4 separate regions of the Sus scrofa genome follow, and all the other regions are linked to region 1. Evidence: chromatin contacts called from public Hi-C data. All regions are on one chromosome and are shown on one strand. Each heading gives the region's core, a stretch centred on a gene start, on an enhancer-like site or on the middle of the called end of the contact. The rest is flanking DNA. Distances are from core to core; before and after follow the strand shown. Region 1 has its middle 33 kb from the start of DLC1. Region 2 overlaps DLC1 (rho GTPase-activating protein 7). Region 3 overlaps DLC1 (rho GTPase-activating protein 7). Region 4 overlaps DLC1 (rho GTPase-activating protein 7).

The links. Hi-C and Micro-C count contacts between places; a contact is called where the count stands out from the background.
Region 2: a Hi-C map of retroperitoneal adipose tissue shows a contact between it and region 1, with 1.8 times the contacts expected there. The contact joins two enhancer-like sites. A contact is called at or near these places in 4 of 47 Hi-C or Micro-C datasets (embryonic fibroblasts, epiblast stem cells, fibroblasts and 1 more).
Region 3: a contact with region 1 is called in a Hi-C map of fetal heart ventricle, with 3 times the contacts expected there. The contact joins two enhancer-like sites.
Region 4: a contact with region 1 is called in a Hi-C map of fetal heart ventricle, with 4 times the contacts expected there. The contact joins two enhancer-like sites. A contact is called at or near these places in 2 of 47 Hi-C or Micro-C datasets (embryonic fibroblasts and fetal heart ventricle).

The regions. Positions count from the first base shown.
Region 1 is chr17:1,668,811-1,671,628 of Sscrofa11.1, forward strand. No RefSeq gene overlaps it. Among named protein-coding and RNA genes, the nearest start is that of DLC1, 33 kb to the left of the region's middle. Within about 2 kb of position 1,276, at least 12 of the 83 cell types and tissues checked have an H3K27ac peak or open chromatin away from gene starts, as enhancers often do. A contact at or near this core is called in retroperitoneal adipose tissue, where this site is marked.
Region 2 is chr17:1,266,151-1,269,001 of Sscrofa11.1, forward strand. All of the region lies in intron 5 of DLC1 (rho GTPase-activating protein 7), which reads right to left. Among named protein-coding and RNA genes, the nearest start is that of KIAA1456, 210 kb to the left of the region's middle. Within about 2 kb of position 1,416, at least 10 of the 83 cell types and tissues checked have an H3K27ac peak or open chromatin away from gene starts, as enhancers often do. A contact at or near this core is called in retroperitoneal adipose tissue, where this site is marked.
Region 3 is chr17:1,286,813-1,289,701 of Sscrofa11.1, forward strand. All of the region lies in intron 5 of DLC1 (rho GTPase-activating protein 7), which reads right to left. Among named protein-coding and RNA genes, the nearest start is that of KIAA1456, 230 kb to the left of the region's middle. Within about 2 kb of position 1,564, at least 8 of the 83 cell types and tissues checked have an H3K27ac peak or open chromatin away from gene starts, as enhancers often do.
Region 4 is chr17:1,239,812-1,242,717 of Sscrofa11.1, forward strand. The region is part of intron 5 of DLC1 (rho GTPase-activating protein 7); the gene reads right to left. Among named protein-coding and RNA genes, the nearest start is that of KIAA1456, 180 kb to the left of the region's middle. Within about 2 kb of position 1,475, at least 4 of the 83 cell types and tissues checked have an H3K27ac peak or open chromatin away from gene starts, as enhancers often do.

The DNA.
Region 1 (2,818 bases), core at 26-2,525:
CTCTGGCGTAGGCCAGCAGCTGTAGCTCCTATTAGACCCCTAGCCTGGGAACCTCCATATGCCCTGAGTGTGGCCCTAAAAAACAAACAAACAAACAAAAAGTCTGTTATTGCTAATTAGTAATAGAATTTCTGAAACATTAGATATGTTCAAACATTTTTAATTATGATACTGTTTTTCTTAATATATCTACCTAATATATCCATCTATAACTACTCAGTAAAAATGTGAATGTGATAAAAAGTATATCTGTATTCCAAATAGAAATGGTGCCATTACCTTGGAAGAAAAAAAGCAATAGATTTAGAATTGAAAAAGAAAAACACTGGGATAATTTCCTGGAGTGTGCCTCAGTTGATAATTATTTATCTTATTTGTATGTTCTTTCTTATTGCTAGGCAATTGGGATATTTATACAACTACATCATAGCTTTTTATTATTATGTGCTGGAAACTTTGATAATAAAATGAGAGCTCATCTTGCTTGCTAAACTCAACTGAGAACAACTTTAGTAAAAAAAAAAAAAAATTGGAAGAATTAAGGAAGCAACCAGCCAAACACTAATAAAAATCAGATGCACTATAAACTGCACAAGATCTGAATATAATCTGTTCTTTGTTAACATCAAATAACTATTCAGTAGCTTGAGATTTCAATTCACTATATATCAGGGATATTCAAAAGTTGTTAGTGATGAATCACATAGCAAAGTAAATTAAGGCTACTAATCGATTATGTTTTATATATTGCCATTTCTTGATGTCAGGTTATCCATTCACTTCTGGATGATTTTTAATTGAAATAAACTTGTATTAAGGTTAAAAAATATGATCTTTATTATTCAAGATTATTTGTAGCAATATGTTCATATGGTTGGCACTTTTTACATTCCAGAGCATTAATATTGCACAAACTGAATTGGCATGCACTTATTTCTTGGCCAATAATAACTTCCATGGCATGTGACTATGAAGGCATGAACCTGAAAGCGATCCAAGAACTTTCACATCTCTGAGGGACCATGGAAAGGAACAAGCAGACTCTGACCAGAGCTATTTACTTTTTTAAAAAAGTAGATATTTATTAAATGTTTACTTGGATCCAGTTTCTGCACATTTAAAACATGCCCTGGAATCAGGATGATATACTTTGACATTGATTTTGGTTACTTTGCCCTGGGAAGGTGCTATAAAATCCAGAATCCTTGGGTTGATTTCTTCTATTTTGACGTCCTTGTTTTTCCCTCTGACCTGTCACACAATTTCCATTTTTGATCTACATAATTATGCAATTCTCAAATAATGTTCTTAATGGCCAACTGCAAGAGAGAGAGCACCCAGTATTTAGGCAAGGGTACTTTCTGATTAAGTTATCCTTTAATTGATCACCCCATGTTTACTCTAACCCACTTTATTACATTGGAGATAATTGTATATGACCTCCAAATTCTCAAATGTCACATAACGATCTGGTGATGGCTGGGACATGGAGACGGGGATGGCATACTCTAGGAGGCTGGCCTTGACCAATATTTATTAACTGCTTTCTGTGCCTCTTTCAGTTAAGATGTATCAAGTTCACAATTTTTGCATGTTGCAGGGAAGCGCAATTTGGAATAATATCCATTAGAGTCAATTGCTGTGGAATATGTTGCCTTCCCCACATAGTTACACACTAGGAACTTTCAAATCACAAAACATATAGGCGAAAACATATGGAGAACTGGGAAAGGAGAAGGAAGAGGAGGGGGAGAGAAAAGGATATATGTGGATGATGATGATCTCCCTTAACTTATCAAACATGGTAAAGCAGCCATCTGAGAGTGCATTTCATTTCTGAAATCCTTAGAAAATATCCTTAGACGTCAACCCTTTACTTGAAGATCAAGCTGTTCTTTCTCACACTATTTTTTTCCATGCATGATATGCATGATTGTAACTTAGAATATGCTGCAAGTATTTGGGTTAATGGAGAGGTGCTCCCAAAGCCCCTGGACTTAATTTTTAAAACATTTAAAACCTAATTTTTAAAAGGTTAAATTACTGCTCCTACAGGGCATCTTTTTCCAGGCACCCTCTTAGATGGTTGCTGGATTTCCATGGGTGTTGAGGAAGGGCATGGTCACTGGCTTTGCCAAGGCCCTTGGAGATCTGCAGTCAGGCACCCTTCCTGGTGGAAACCAAGCTGGTCACCAACTCCTGTACATCCCTAACACTTTATGTACTTGGGAGATCTTATTATGACTTATTATGCTATTCTTAAAATGTCTTTTTCTCTTGGTAATTAATGCAAACTTTTGAAATGTCCTTGAATAATTATTTTTTAAGACTTGTAAACATAGGGAATTCCTGGGAAACTACAGCGTTGTTTAATTTTGGCAAAGATGGACTAGAATGTGACCTTTTAACCAAGTAATGGATTTGAATTTCATTTCATTTTGAACTGGTATGAGGTACAGGAGGTAATTGCCATCTCATCATTTTAAAAGGTGTTACTAAAAATCTTACTTGGACACAGGAAGCTAGATTACACTTCTCTATTGAGCCAGTTGATTGAACTTTATCAGGCAAACTCACAAACTCCAGTTTGAAAAGTGAGTGAAAGAAAAACCCCAAATGAAACAGTCAACTAATCTGTTCCTTGGTTTCCAAAATATCTTGTATCTTCCATAATTTTTAAAAAACATGTTATTGATCTGATTATTTTTGGTAGACTAGAAAATAAATTTTAACAGAGCAGTAGAACTTTTTTCAACCACGGTAGTTCTTTTCTCTGTTTTTTAATTGTAAAAATTAAATCATACTATAAAAAGCTCAA
Region 2 (2,851 bases), core at 166-2,665, 400 kb before region 1:
ATAATTATAAGCATTTCAGCTCTTCTTGTGGAAAGCTTTTATGTAAGAGTCTTTCAACAATGGAGGCTAAAATAGCCGCTTACTATGAAGGTTTTATACATATTCATTTTGCTTGTTTGTTTATAAGTCATCTGTTTTAAACTCTAAATATTCTTTCCTCAGTGCCAACATGACTGGAATTCCAGCCAAGAGAGAAAAAACCTATTTAAGAACTCAAGTGATGATACTCAGGCCCCAACCACGAAATGCAACTATGATTAAGTTAAAATGTATTCAGATCCAAATTAGGAATACAATTTGCATGAAGGTAAGAGAAGATGGCACTCTTGGCCTTTGCTTCCCTACAAGCTCCAGGCTTTAGCAGGGCCGGAGAGAAGTATGTGTCATGAGATAGATGTATTATGAGAGTTTGGAGCAATAGAAATATGATGTAGCAGCCTTCGTCATTTAAAATTTTCTAGTAGCCTCTTTAAAAAAGAAACAGGTGAAGTTAATCTTAGTAATAGAGATAGTTTACTTAACCCAATATGTCCAAACTATCATCATTTCAACAAATGATCAATATAAAGAGTACTAATGAGAGATTTTACATTCTTAATCTCCCAGTAAGACTTTGAAATCTGATGTGTATTTCATACTTTGAAGAGTGGGTCCATTTGTGAAACCTACTGCTTTGCAATTTTGGATGATGCCCTCTTTATCAAAAAGATGACAACATTACCAATACAAAATTAGATATGAAAGTGAATATCAATTTAGAATGAAAAAACACATCATAGGAATTACTGGAAATGTGAAGATTCAGGCTCTTTTCTTTTGACATCTCACTTGGCAATTTACCAGACAAACTTATATGGAAGTGTCTCCTGATTACAACATGGACCACTCTAACCTCTGGCACTTGCAGGGAACCATCCAAGTCAGGGGCTCTGTTTCATTTCTGTTATGGGCTAAATTGTGTCTCTGAAACTTCTAACACGGAAGCCTCGATCCCTAGTACCTTAAAATGTAACCGTATTTGGAGATGGGACTTTAAAGAGGTAATTGAGTTAAAATGAGGACATTAAGTTGGGCCCTGATCCAACATGACTGGTGTCTTTGTAAGAAGAGGAAGAGACGCTGGGAGGGCAGGGCACAGAGGTAAGACTCTCTGAGGACAAAGCGGTAAGAAGGTAACTGAAAACCAGGGATGGAGACCACAGGAAAAACCAACCCTGCTTGCACTTTGAGCTTGGACTTTCTGCCTCTGGAACCAAGAGAAAATAAATTTCTATTGTTTAAGCCACCCTGTCTGGGGTATTGCTAAGGTAGCCAGAGCAAACTAATACAGTTGGCTTCTTGATAAAGTTCCTCTGCTTCCAGACCTCATTCTTTCCTGCCTTATCCCCTTGCTCACCAGCACCCTCCTCCCCTCTGTCCATTCTGATGCAACCCAACCTAAGCCTTCTCTCCTTCAGGTCTTCCTGGTGGAGAGGCCTCCTGGCTCAGGGTGCATCTGCACTTCCTGATCCTCATCGTTTGGCTAGGGAATACGAGTTTCCCTGGGACTGTTCCTACGTTATTCCCAAGGAGTGTTACTTTTTTTTGTTTAAGTTTATTGACATATAGTTGATTTACAAGGTTATAATAATTTCTGCTAAACAACAATGTGATTCAGTCATACATATCCATTCTCTTCCAGATTCTTTTCTCACATAGATTATCATAGAATATGGGGTACAGTTCTCTGTGCTATATAGCAGGTCTCATTGGTTAACCATTCCATATACCTCAGGGTGCATGTGCCAGTCCCAACCCCCCAGTCAATCCCTCCATTCCCCCCACCTCGTCCTCTTTGGTGAACATAAGTTTTTCAAAGTCTGTGATTCTGTTGCTTTGACTTTTCGACATAGCATCTTTTCTCCCTTAAGAGATGAGTTTTTTGAAGACCATCAGTGACAATGCCTTATATCAAACTGGAATGCCAGGAAGATTTCTGGAATAATCTTTTTTTTTTGGAATTAGGAGGAAGGAGGGCAATTTAAACAAAGAGTTTTTTTAAAAATGCTACTTTCAAAGTTAAAAAAAGAATGGAATCCACTGTCCTGGTTGATAGTTTAGTGCAACAGTTATGATTGAAGTCTACTTATTCCTCCCACTGCCTCCTACTAACACAGTGGATCAGAGGCATTTATCTTTGTTTCTGCCGCAGCAACCCAATCCTGGTTGTTGCTTTCTGTTTTTCTACTGCTTATAACAGCAACGGAAGTTCCTGAGAATATCTTCCAAAAAACTTTGGCCAGAACCAAAGGAAGTGAGTACATTCAAGGGTGAAAGGATGATTCAACCTCTTGGAGTGCTTAATTCTCGGTTTGGTATCCCTTCTGAAATTGCTGAAAAGAATGCCAACAAGTTGTAATTACCACGGTGCTCCCTGGGAGGTGGAAATCTGCCAGCACTCATTGGATTTCAACCAACAATCCATTTTAAATAAGTCTTCGAAGGAAATGAGCATCTATTTTGGTAATTTATATGGAATATCTGTGGCCTTTCCAAAGTTCACAGGCATGCCTGATACCGAGTTTCAGAGAACTATGCTTCTTATCAGCATTTTTTGGGGTGCAGGCTTCAATGTGCACTAAATATAATATAGTAAATCATCAAATGGTTGAAAAAAGAGTGGCCAGTACTTAGAATAAGCATACTCCAAATCTGCACTTGGAGATTTGGAGCATTAGATACTCACAGAGAAATGCACACTTACTCTCCTAGGAAGAAAACATATCTGTGTTCAAAATATTTACCAAATGCCATATTTTCTCCAGTGGACCAAGGTCCTCTAGGAGAGACATCCATCATCATCCTCGGGAAA
Region 3 (2,889 bases), core at 314-2,813, 380 kb before region 1:
AAGGTCCTACTGTATAGCACAGGGAACTATATTTAATCTCCTGGGATAGACCACGATGGAGAGTTGTATTAAAAAAGAATATATATATTCTTTTGCTGTACAGCAAAAATTGGTACATGGTAAATCAACTATATTTGAAAAAATTTTTTAAAAACATATTTCACAGCAAATAAAATTTCACAATAGTTAAAAACCGTAAACAATCCAAACACCCATAATTGGATGGATAGATAAATAAAATGTAGTATAATCACACAATGGAATACTATTTGGCCATAAAAGGGATGGAATACTGATACATGCTACATAATGGATGAAACAAAATATTATGCTAAGTGAAGACACAAAAGGTCACATATTGTATACTTGCATTTACATGAGATATACAGAAGAGCACATTCAGAAAAGCAGGTTTGTGGTTTCTAGGTGTTGGGGGGCAATGGAAATGGGGAATAATGCTCAATGGTTATGAAGGTTTCCTTTTGGGGTGATTAAAACATTTTGGAACTAGATAATGGTGATGGTGCTTAGCACTGTGAAAACACTAAATACTCATTGTGAATTTTTCTTTTTTTCCACAATAAAAAAAATCTGAATGGCTGATAATGGTTTGAACAAGGTAGGTTTCTGAGCACAGAGGAAACATGAAATTTGAATTTTCAGGAAGGAAGAATAAGGATGACCCAGATAAAGATGGAGGCCTGAGCAGAATGTCTGGTGGGACAAGTGAGGTTCATGCAGAAATGGTAAGGAAAGTCTCTACATTCTACAATTTTGATCCAAGCAAGAACTTCAAAGCACAAAGTGCATTTTCATCAGAGACCAAATGATCCTAAATTGTTAAATACAACTCCCAATAAGTGAACACATAAAATAGAATGATATGTTCTTTGGATCTTTTAATCAACTATTATTTTCTTATTACCCTTAAGAAAAGAAGTAACTATCCTTGGGATCACTCACAGTTCATCCATTTTTATAACATTTGTTTTATAAACACTGTGTTCTTACGAAGGAGAGAGGTGTGGACATACATAGCATATTTATTTTTTCTACATCAGAGTGAATCCATACATCACAAGGAACTAAACATGGTCTTTGATTTACTATTGCATTACAGTGCCCCTTGAAATATAGTTTCAAATAGGGATTGTTAACTGTTCCCATGGATATGTGTGCCCTGCACAAGAAGCTCAATGACAACCACACAGTCACAGCCCAGAATGTCGGCAAGAAAGGCTGTGGGCTGAGTGATGAAAGGCAGCCCTACATAAGAAGGTGTTAGGTGACTGCATTTTAAACTTAATGGCATAGACTTGGGCCAAGGGAGTACTGGAGGTTACCCTGTGCACAAGACGGTGAAGGGACTATCTTTTCAGTCTTCAGTTCTTAGCCACTTTAAACTCATTGGGTTTTCTCAGCTCTGCACTAGGGTCATCACCTTTCACGAGTTTTCCCTACAAATAAACAAATGCTGTTGTGTCGCCACCTCATTGTCTCCCTGGGAGATGTTAGACATCACTGACCCGGATGATTGCTTCTGGCAGCACACCCAACGAGAGACATCTAGATTGGGAAGAGACCTCAAAAACTGGCTGGTGACCAGAATTCTTACTCAGCGTCCTATTCCACATAATGGGAAAAATTGTTTCCAAAGGCTTCCACTTCTTAATGCCAAGGAAAGCACTGCCAAGCAGCAGCTAGACTTAGCTAGGTCTTTTCTAAGAGACAACAAAGAAGAATGAAATTCCGATGTCTTAGAAGGCCTTTTGATTATTTTCATCAAATTATATTTGGCAAACTTTGGCATTCACAGTACTGTGCAACAGAAGATAACACAGATGTTACAGCAGGAAACTTAGGGCCACCCTCAAAACGTACATATTTATTAAATCACTAAATTACCCACCCTTGCTAACTTAAATAAGAAAGGGATAGAGGAAGCCCCATATCTTCAATCCCTTCTGATTGCGGTAAGGAAATTTAACCAAAAAAGGTCTTTAGTGCAGATGATCCTATGTTGGTTGGGTTTTGAGCCACTGTGCTAAAACAGTTTTGAGAAGGGAAATTTACATTCCACATCAGAATCTGGTGGTATACTGACAATGTTTCATGGAGGTTAGATACATCTTTTAAAAGGCAAGTAAGATATTAATTAAAAAAAAATTTCCCCTTGGCTCTTGCCATCTGATTGCTCCTTCATCAGAAGCTCCCAAAATCTACTTGTTAAAATTTCAAAAGTGTTTATAAAATCCAAGCACCACCTGGTGATTCCAGAACCCTTTGTTTCCTACTATAGCGTCCCTCTTGCTTCTGCTGCTTATTTTTCTGTGATACTGTTCTTCCACACCATCCTGTTTTCTAGGAAAGGGGCCTTCTTTCTCTGCTATAATGAAATGAGCTTAGGATTTGGAATCAAACAGACCTGGATGAAATCCTAGTTCTATCAGTTAGTAGTTGTGTGATTTTCTGCAATCTTCCTATGTATTTGTGCCTTAATGTCTTCATTTGCAGAATGGGGAGAGTAACACTATAGGTTTATTAAAGGATAATGTGAAAGACTATATTTAAATCATTTTGTACAGAGGAGTGCACATAATAGAAACTCATTCAAAATTGCTCCTCTGGCCCATCAGACAAGATGGTCTTCTAATTCCCTCAACTGGTGCTTAATATCTTGTGTCACATCTCTGTACTCAAGCCAGCTGTGCTTTATTTAAGTAATAATCAATGCACATTTAAAATAATATAATCTGTTTGCGTCTGTGAAGACTTACTTTTTCATGTTATGTCTATTTTTTATTATTCCCTTGCTATTTTTCTGCATTGCAATAAAGGTTTAAAAGTCTAGAAGAAAAAACTGACCACCAAAGATATTCATTAAATATG
Region 4 (2,906 bases), core at 225-2,724, 430 kb before region 1:
CTAGGACATTAGTCCGTTGTCTTCTTGGTCTGCTGGCTTTCCAAGTAAAGTCGTTATTCCTTGCCTCAAAAACTCATCTCCCAGTTTATTGGCCTGTAACACTTTTAATTAAATAAAATTTAATCAAAATGTTTAATTAATATTTAATATTCTAATATTGAATAAGTTTCCCCATATTTTAAATTACATTGTTTGTACTAATTTATAATTTGAAGGCTATCATAACTTCGTTGAAAATCTTCCTAATTTAGGGCTATGCCATTATTTGAGATTTCCTGCTAAATAATACTTATTGATGAAAACTCAATAAAGATATCATTTAATAGTTTGCATGAGGAATAAAAGAACCCAGGGCTGCAGGTCAGTAATAACTTTATCTGAATATATTAACTATAACCCTAAAGCTTAGAAAATGGAATTTAAACCTCCTACTTTTTGTTTGATAAAAATCAAAACTTTTTTTTTTTGTCTCTTTGCCTTTTTTAGAGCCACTCCCGCGGCATATGGAGATTTCCAGGCTAGGGGTCTAATCAGAGCTGTAGCCGCTGGCCTACGCCAGAGCCACAGCAACGTGGGATCCGAGCCGTGTCTGCAACCTACACCACAGCTCATGGCAACACCGGATCCTTAACCCACTGAGCAAGGCCAGAGATCGAACCCGTGACCTTATGGTTCCTAGTCGGATTCGTTAACCACTGCGCCATGACGGGAACTCCATCAAAACATTTTTGAATAGAGGAAATTAGACTAATCTTGTTTGATTTTTCATCATGACTCCTAATTTTTAAGATTTTTAAAAAAGCGATGTGCTTTCTAGATTTATTCAGAATATAGCATTCCCTCTTTTTTTAACTTTTCAAACTCGAGGAAATGGAATAATTTACTTTCCTGTTGCTTTACTTAATCAGCAAGGAGAATCAACCCAACAATCTAGCAAAAAGAAAAAAAGACAAAAAAATGTAGCTACAATATTTAAAATTAATATACAGTACTATTCTTTTCTACTGGAAAGTTAGTTTAAATAATACATTGTTCTATATGTTGCTGACCAACCACTGCAGCCCTTACCTCAAGCTGTGCCTTAGAGTAACTTCCCCCCATCAATATGTTGCTCAAAAGGCCATCCCGAAGGATCCAAGTATCAGTCAAACAAAAGATATTGAGTGCATAGTTTTGTTTTCTTCTGAATTTCTTCCCACTGTGCCAAATGATTACAAGGTTACAAGGTTAAAGTGTGCTGGATGCACCAGATGCTTTTTATATATTAGCTCTAACTTTGCCTTATATTATTCTGCCTTGTGAGACACCCTGAGGAAAACTCTTCTCTTCTTTCCCACCAGAGCCTAGAGAAATCCATCAAATATTTTCCCTCGGAAATTCTGACTCTTGAGTCATTGGTGGGCTATGTACTCACACACCTCCCATCCCTTCCTTCCAGGGCTTAATCATAGCAGTTAGTTTGGAGGAGGAAAGGGTGGGCTCCTCCATTTATAGACTCTAGCATGGAGGTTATGAAAAGTCCAAATGTCCCTGTATCTGATCTGGCTAAAGACAATGTTTGCTACTCAAAAGTCAGGGATTCTAGGCGAAAGGCTTGTGAGAGAGCATGCCAAGGTGGATGCAGCCAGCATGTAATAATTATTACAAGATTATGATGGAGCCACCTGATGCCTCTGCCCCTTCGACAGTGAAAACTTGGCTGAACTCAATGTATATATTCAGAAAACACAGTAGAGGGAGAATGAATTGTCACCTCCTATTGCCTTTGTGATGGAATAACTTTTTTTTTTTCCCCCCAGGTAGGAAGGTTAAACTAAAATGCCAGGATTAACTGCAGTGACTGGAACTTGATTCCTGACAGGAAGTATAAACAATTATGTGAATGGTGTTCACGCAAAACCTTCAGACTGATTTACTGGGAGCTCTTTGGGACCTGTCATGCATGTCACACTGACCTTGCAAACTCAATTACTTAAGCTAGAAGAGGCAGGCTTCTCTGGACTGTAATTTACAAATCAAGTGCAGTTTGCCCACTGCAACTATCTTTCCCTCTTTTTAGTAGAAACCATCCAGTAAGTTTGCAGTACTCTGACACATTGAGAGCTCAGAGACCTTAAGATACTTTGGGGGTAAAACAAAAAAATAAAAATTTACATGCAATTTGAGGAGGTGTGGTTAGATAAAGCATAAGAGTGGAAAGTGAAATTGAGCCTGGAGGAGTCAGGGAAAAGAAAATTCACCACTGAGAAGAAGAACATGTGGTTTTGCAGGAGAGCCTGCTAGTTAGCTCCAGAGGGAACAATGGGAATAAATAGAGCTATTTAAAAAGTGGGATGGAGGGGGTGTGATTAGAGGTAATTTAGCATTTGAAAAATAACAAAACATTGGTAATCACCCTGTAGCTATTTATTGGTTTCCAAATCATAGGCTAACTGAACTTAATCTAGGCAGGCTGAGTAAAGAAAGATCAGAGGGTATGTCCCTTCACAAAAGTAATGCATATATTGCAGGGGCTGCGATCTAAAGCGGGAACTTGAAAAATGCTGTTCTGAGCTCTAGAATCTAAACATGTGACATTGCGACTATCTTTAAATTTGATCTACACGTTAAGTCCTGGAGATTCTCTGGTATACTTTTCACACTCTGAGTGGGAAGGTAGCTTTTATAATTTTCACCACATTTGGATCACAATGATCATCCTTTTTCCTGTCCTACCAGAGCAACTCATGCTTTTCCTCTCAATTTTTACTTGTCACACCTACTACTCGATATCAAAAATACATTTTTTTTAAAAAGGCAAAATGTTTATCCACTAGTTTACAGCAGTAGAATTCTTTGAAACGAGATACCATGGGAATATTTCAGCGTTTGGAACTTGTTGCATATAAACCAGCTGGACTTTGTTT